2 separate regions of the Rattus norvegicus genome follow, and region 2 is linked to region 1. A link is a contact called in public Hi-C data. All regions are on one chromosome and are shown on one strand. Each heading gives the region's core, a stretch centred on a gene start, on an enhancer-like site or on the middle of the called end of the contact. The rest is flanking DNA. Distances are from core to core; before and after follow the strand shown.

Region 1 (3,757 bases), core at 442-2,941:
TGAACTTAAATAGTAATGCACTCTTCCCACTTCCCGAAGTCCTCAAAACCTGGAAAGGAAGAACACAGAATGAAATGGATGACTCAGAAGTCAAGACCCTGGTCCCTCCCGGCCAGGACAAAGGAGTGCCCAGAAGGACACCAGGTCCGCAGGCACACAATAAAGTAGCACTAAGGAGGATGGCAGTGAACTAGAGTGATCCAGTGCTGCGGGGTAGGTGGTCTATCCCCCGTGCCCAGCTCCCTGGTGAAATTCCTCCCGCTCTTCCTTCCCCGCCCGGCCTCTACAAGTTCCAGCCTGCCTATCTTTTTGCCACCTCTCCACAAACTTGAAACGATTTCTTTTTACTTTGCTTCGGAAGCGGAACCGGTCAACAAGCTTTCCTCTCTTCCCAACAGTCATGCTGGCAGGTTTCTAGGAGTCCCAAGTTGCCAGGACCTTACCTTGAGTGGCCCGGGTGCCGCCCTCTTCAGGCAGAGTTGGAGGTGCTGCGGAGAAGCCGGTGGCCCTGTGGCTGCGAGTGGAGAGGCTGGTGCGCATGCTGGAGTTGGTGTGGATGAGGGTGAGGGTGCGGGTGCGGGTGCGAGTGCGCGTGAGGGTGAGGGTGAGGGTAAAGATGAGGATGCGGGTGCGGGTAGGAGTGGAGCTGTTGGGGCTGGGGCTGCTGCTGGGGTTGGGGCTGAGGTTGGGGTTGGGGTTGGGGTTGAGGCTGGATCTGCGGCTGGGGCTGGGGTTGGATCTGCGGCTGGGGCTGGGGTTGGATCTGCTGCGTCTGCGGAGGCTGCTGCTGGACCAGGTGCTGCTGCTTCTGCCTCGTAGACTTGACCGCCAGTATGGCCTGACGATTTTTGTACTGCACCATCTGCAACGTGATCTCTGCGTTCCAGCCCTGGTCCTGGGGACACCGAAAGTCGATCTCTTTGCCCTCCGCCATCACCACAGTGAAGTACATATACTTGCCCTTGCGCTCCACGCAGTCTACAGTCTTCATATTGGAAAAGTGCAATTCCTTCAGCTTGGCTGGTGGCTCAAGGCTGGTGACGGCGGGGCCACTAGGTTGGGACGGTTCGGCTGTCCCCTGCCCGGGCTGTTGCTGCTGCTGTTGCTGCTGCTGATGTTGTACCTGCTTGGGCGGTATGAGCAGTAGCCCTTCCTCAGTGAGGATGCAGCACTTTTTCTTCCAGAGCTGCAGCAGCCCGTCGCTTCGCTTTTCCAGCACTCCTTCCTTCAGCGCCTTGCAACCGCTGCTCTCCAGCATCCTTCCGGCATAAGGGGTGCTGCTGCTCCGCTCGGCCTTTAGGCTTCCAGACGCTCCGGCTGGGGGTAGCAGTAGCAGCCGTGCGCTGTCCTCGCTCCAGCGGCTTCCGCGGCCGCCTGCCCGGAGCGCACAGAGAAGGCTGACTCGCAGGAGACAGAGCGGTGGCGGTGGCGGCGGTGGCTCGGGGTCCCGGCAGAGGGACAGGCGAGTCCTGACCCGCCACAAGATCCCGGAGCCGTGAGCGGGCTGCTCTCTGCCGTCTTCCGCGGAGCGCTCACTGAAGGGCACTGGCCGGGGCCCCTCGCAGCGCTTTTCAATGGGCCACCCTCCCCACCCCCGAGTGACACCCAGCGGAAAAGGCGGCTCCTGGCTCCCGCGCCGCGGGGGAAAACCCAGCTCCGAGAGGCGCTCGGCAGCCGGCGTACGCCTCATTAACTTGGGGCCTTCCCAGTGCCCGCCGTGGACACGCCCCCGCCGCTGGCTCCGCCCCCGCCGGCTCCGCCCCGCCGCCCACGGCCTCCCGCGCCGCCTGGAAGCCGGGCTCCGGAAACTCTTGGCGGCTCCACGCGGTCGCTGAGGTCGCCGCGGCTGCCGGGCGGCGACTGCCGACGCCCAGAGGGCGCCGAAAGGCCAACCCCACAGTCCCGCCCTTCCCAGGCGGGTGGGCTCTCCGCTGCGGGGGCGAGTAGCAGATCCAGGCAGGCCTGGGGAGCCATCCCTGGGGTTAGCGCGGAGCCGGTTCCAGACCAAGGCATAAAACTTAGGGAACCCAGTTCCATAGTGTGCATTTCCCCCCATACCTATGTAAACACCTCAGGGAACAAAGCCCAAGTGTGCTTCGAGCTTTTTTCAGTCATTAAATAATCCTTCCTGGAGAAATTAGCAAAGTCAAAACAATAAAGCTGAGGATTTGATGTAGTGGCAGGAAAAGAAGGGTGGACTCGCTCCAGGTATATATTCTTGACTTCCTTTTCCAACACAGGGCACAGGCAAAATAGCCAGACTCACCAAGCTCTCGTGGTTTTATTTGTTGGGGGGAGGGGGTGTTTGTTTTGCTTTGTTGGTTTTCGTGTTTATATTTTGCTTGTGTGTATACATTACATAGTACGTATATTGTATGTGAATGCAGGTCAGAAATCAGCAGGTCCCTGGAACCGGTAGTGACCCACCCTACAGGTTCTGGGAATTGAACGAGGGTCCTCTGCTAGGGCTGCAATTTCTCTAGCTCCTCAGGTTTCCTTTCAGATCAGACCTTGCAGTCAGTCCATAGCAGTAGCAGGGTAGGCAGTTGTCCAGTACTGGGAGATCCCACACATAAGCCTTGGCGAATATCCTATAAACACCTATGGGTATCTGACTCTGGGAAGGTCCTAGTCCCAGTCTTGCATTTAAACCTTTCAGACACTGCTTCCTGATAAGGTAGAATAAAAGGCATGGATAATAGTCTCCAGTTTGAGGGGTTGGGGATTTAGCTCAGTGGTAGAGCGCAAGGCCCTGGGTTCGGTCCCCAGCTCCGAAAAAAAAAAAAAAAAAAAAGAAAAATAGTCTCCAGTTTAGGAAAATAACCTCTAAGTCTTCTCTCATAATAAAGAGATAGGATAAAACAGTCTCGGTCAAACAAGGGCTGCTGCCACACTGCGAGAAGTCAAGAATCCAATTGAAGAAAATGGAGAGGATGAATTACGCACATGTTTTTGTGTGTCCTGCTAAGAAATTCGAACTTAATCTGAGAGCTAGCAGAAGAGTCCCTTTAAAAATAGGTTTTTTCTTTTCTTTTTTTCCCCATCTTTATTAACTTGAGTATTTATTTACATTTCGAATGTTATTCCCTTTCCCCGCTTCCGGGCCAACATCCCCCTAACCCCTCCCCCTCCCCTTCTATATGGCCTTCCCCTCCCCATCCTCCCCCCATTACCACCCTTCCCCCAACAATCACGTTCACTGGGTGTTCAGTCTTGGCAGGACCAAGGGCTTCCCCTTCCACTGGTGCCCTTACTAGGCTTTATTCATTGCTACCTATGCAGTTGGAGCCCAGGGTCAGTCCATGTATAGTCTTTGGGTAGTGGCTTAGTCCCTGGAAGCTCTGGTTGGTTGGCATTGTTGTTCATATGGGGTCTCAAGCCCCTTCAAGCTTTCAGTTCTTTCTCTGATTCCTTCAACTGGGATCCCGTTCTCAGTTCAGTGGTTTGCTGCTGGCATTCACCTATGTATTTGCCATATTCTGGCTGTGTCTCTCAGGAGAGATCTACATCCAGTTCCTGTCAGCCTGCACTTCTTTGCTTCATCCATCTTATCTAGTTTGGTGGCAGTATATGTATGGGCCACATGTGGGGCAAAAAACAGGGTTCTTGAACCTTCATTAAATAGTTCATTAAAGGTTCTGATCAAATGGACCAGTTCAAAAATAACTTTAAATGAGTTTTAAATTTGGCTTGTATTTCAGGGCTTTTTCAATGCTTTTTTTTTTAATCCAAAAAAGGAAAGATTTCTCTTTTTTTA
Region 2 (3,757 bases), core at 510-3,009, 110 kb before region 1:
GCATGTAAAAGCATGTGTCTTCATGTCTAAGGACCTGAGTTCAATCCCTGGGAGCATGTGGTAGAAGGAAAGAACTGACTCCTGAGAGTTTGCCTATGATGTCTGCACATGCACACCTCTCCCACACACCCAAAATTGAAATTCAAAAACATTCTCAGAAATTCATCTGTTTGTTCCAAGCCCCTACTCCATCCTACCCCACCCCCACCCCAACCCCAAAACCACCAAACCAAAACCCTGGGGAAATAAATGGAGACATCTTCTGGCCAAAATGATTCACTGTGTTTCATCATATCTAATAGTCTACTTACTGTAGGAAACATTATTTTGCCCATTAACCACCCCCCCCCAAAAAAATAAAATTGAGACGAAGGGTGCAGCTGAGTGGTTAGAGCTCATTTAACATGCACGGGGTTCTAGGTTGGATCCTTCATCTCCACATTACCAACTGGGCATTTGAGGTCATCTTTAGCTCATCAGTGAGTTTGAAGTCAACCTGAGCCACATGAGATGCTTCCAAGAGAGAGAGAGAATGAGAATGAATAGAAAAACCACAGGCAATTAGAAGGGTGTGGTGTCATACGTATAATCCCAGTACTTAGGAGGCTCAGGCAGGATCCTGAGTTTGAGGCCAACCTTAGCTACATAGCAAAATGTTGTCTAAAAAAAAATGGGGGGGGGGCTATCAATGTGTAATATACATCAATAATTAAAAAAAATGCTTGCCTCTCTAATGCAGAGCTGTGAAACTATGAAAACACAGGCATCGTCAAAGCAGGAAACAATGACCCAACTCTGTTACTGTACCAATTCTCTCATGCCTGCCAGTTGTCTTTCCCAGGCTGACAAAGTGACAGATACAAGAGATTTTAAGACACATGGCTCAGTTAATCTACAGGTTCCCCCTACCCATTAAATGACTTAACGCACCCTCTAGATGTTTCTTCCAAAGAAAGCATATGTTCTGTACCTCCAGGGAGAAGAAATAAGCAGCAGGAGGGGACTTAGGATCAAAGAGATGAGAGTGCAGGAGAGAGGAGTACCTAGAGTCTGCCAAAGCAAACACACAGGCAGGCAGTGGGAGCAGGGCAGGCATTGCCTGCAAAACCCCTCGCAAAGGAGGCTTCGAAGACTTCAGCAATGCGGTCTGAGCTTCCACAGCTGTGAGCTGGGAAGAGCCCCGAGTGAGGGCTGAGAACCTAAGACTTGCTCCTCCAGCCTGGATCCTGGCTGGAGACCAATGCTGCCCCTGGCTGGTATTTACAAAGACCTGGTGCAGGGCCAGCTGGCTACGGGAGGCATGTTTCTGTATCATTCGTCACTCACAAAGTGCTCTGCAGCTGGAAGAGAGGCACAGCGGCCATAGCCAAGGAAGCCCAAGTTTGGCCGCTCTCCTTTTCCCTCTTCTCCCCTTCCTCAAGAGAAAAACCCCAGCAGTGCTTGGAACCTAAGAGAAAGAGAGCTAGGAGAGGTGACTTCCGGCTGTAAGTGTACTCCAGAACAATCCACTCAACACCATTGGCACTTGAGTCCTGGGGACTCAGTGGGTTAAGGACATCGAGCCCATGATGCTAGTTTTTACTGGGATCTATTTCGTTTCTGTGGTTCTTTGGGTCAATTCCCTCCCAGTGGTACGGAAAGGAACTTTCCAGGGAAGTCGCTCTCTCCATCCAGCCCCCTTTTCCCACCTGCTTTCACACCATCTTCCTGCCAGTCCCTCTTAGTCCCTCCAGGGATCAGTCATAGAAATGGTGGCTCAGAGCAACCCAGAAAACAGGGGGAGGAGTCTAAACTTCATCATAACCTTGAAAACTGGGAAGTGTTCACAACAGAAAAAAAAAAAAAAAAGGAAGACAGAGAAGAGGGGCATGACTCTGATTCACAGAAAAAGCAGAATGCCCACGTGTGCTGAATTAGTCAGTGCCACAGGCTAGGGAGGGTAGACAGTGGTGGCCATTCAAGCGGGCAGTGGGAGCCCAGCCACTGACATTTACAACAATGCCCCTTGCAAATCCAGGATCTTACCCCCAGAATTTCATAGATTTATCTTTTGAAAGGCCATTCTTCCAGCAAGCTGGGTCCACGGTTAAACCGAAAGAGAAAATATTTCTATGATTTGGCAAGAGTCACACCCCCACGTAAGCTATTAATGTATTTGGCAGGCAAGAGAGAAAGAGAGAGACCTCCAAAAAGGAAAAAAAGAAAAGAAGAAAAAAGGTCGGTTCTAGGATGATCATCACACACAGAGAGAAAGAAAATATCAAAGACCATTTCCAGAAAGGATTAGAACAAATACTTCTTCTGAAGTCCCGGGTGATCCCTGGAGAGGGGAGGGTGGGAGGGAACCTCACAGTGCAGGTGTGCTGGCCCTGCTCCAGGACTGCAAACACCAGTCCAGACGACAACTGTGGCTTGCCTTTGGATGCATAGATCTTGCCTTTACACTCCCAAGTGGAATTTCACAGAGATGGCTTGAAACCCCACACCCCCATTCCCAAAGTGAGAAAAGCCCTATACCAATCCTCTGTACTTTGTACCTCCAGCTCCTGTGACCAGTAACACAGCACACTGCAAGTCAGGCCCCCTGGAGTACATTGTCCCATTTATCTCCCTCATTGAAATGATGTTAGTGTCCATTTGCCTCAGCTTCCTGAGAATGGAAGCTACCCCTATCTGATTCAGGGTTTGTTTGTTTTGTTTTGTTTTGTTTTTTTGTTTTAACGTTAAAACTTAAAACTGTGCCTCCTCTGAGGCACACCTTGGCCAGCCCATTAGGGGAACAGTTGGAGTAGTTCTTACCCCATGAGAACTCCTTCCTCCATAGTAAGACTTAGAGATTGCCTCTGTATCCATATTGTTTGCCCCTTCTGTAAACTGCTGTCCAAGTTTTAGAGTCTACCAAGGCCCACAGCACAGAATCTAGGTCTTTGTCCATTGCTTCTTAGACCCAGCACAAACATTGCCACATTAGCATCTGAGAGACGCAAACTTGTCTGCTTTCTCCCTTTTGAACTCACTCTTGACTGTTTTAGTGTTTTTTTACCAACCTGATCTGAGCGGTTACACCGATGTAACTCAGATCCACTGGAACTCCTGTCCTGTAGAGATCAGGTCCCACTGTGCAGGTTTGCTGAGCTCAGGAATGGTCCCTGGTGAGGGAACCAGTTCTTTAACTCTTAGTGAGCAGACTCTGGCCTGAGCTCTGGGGATCAAGCATAGACCATTCCGTACCCCGACGACTCATCATCAGCTGTACCGTGTTCTTGCCCTCTCCCAGACCCGGTTCTCCTCACTTGGATCTGACGAGCCCTTTAGTGCAGTTATAATTCGTACCTGCCTTTTCCTTATACTCCTTCGGTGGCCACAAGAAATGACAAGCTCCCTCTCATCCTCCCTAGCCCTCACTTTTCCTGTCAAATCACAGGTTACACAGGGGACCCCCGCAGCACCCTAACCAAGGTCATGCCACTGCCACCCCAGCAAGGATGTGTCCATCTCATAAAGCATAAGGAACTACAGCCACGAGGATTCTGCCTACAGACGCTTCACCCTGAGATACCTCAGCCTCGGTTGCCTTTTTATCACACACAGTAGGGCTCCTTTCGGATGAGTCCCTATTTAGATGCCAATTGCTTTTTCCAGAGAACGTAAAGAAGGTTACAGGAAGAGGTGTCTCATAGGCAGCTTCGTCAGAGTCCCACAGAGCTGGCTGATGAGTCATGAACACTGTACCACTGAAGAGGTCCAACCCCAAGTC

The links. A called contact is a pair of places that touch in the nucleus more often than the background predicts.
Region 2: a contact with region 1 is called in a Hi-C map of Schwann cells, with 5 times the contacts expected there. The contact joins the enhancer-like site here to the promoter of Phlda1 in region 1. A contact is called at or near these places in 6 of 12 Hi-C or Micro-C datasets (the A7r5 cell line, Schwann cells, frontal cortex and 3 more) and 1 of 1 datasets of contacts at active chromatin or transcription factors (oligodendrocytes).

What each region holds. Positions count from the first base shown.
Region 1 is chr7:48,851,624-48,855,380 of GRCr8, reverse strand. It overlaps Phlda1 (pleckstrin homology-like domain, family A, member 1), which reads right to left and starts at 1,691. Exons shown (of 2, transcript NM_017180.2): 1 at 444-1,691; 2 at 1-49. The coding sequence starts at 1,690. The coding sequence ends at 470.
Region 2 is chr7:48,964,008-48,967,764 of GRCr8, reverse strand. No RefSeq gene overlaps it. Among named protein-coding and RNA genes, the nearest start is that of Phlda1, 110 kb to the right of the region's middle. Within about 2 kb of position 1,759, at least 25 of the 93 cell types and tissues checked have an H3K27ac peak or open chromatin away from gene starts, as enhancers often do. A contact at or near this core is called in the A7r5 cell line, Schwann cells and liver, where this site is marked.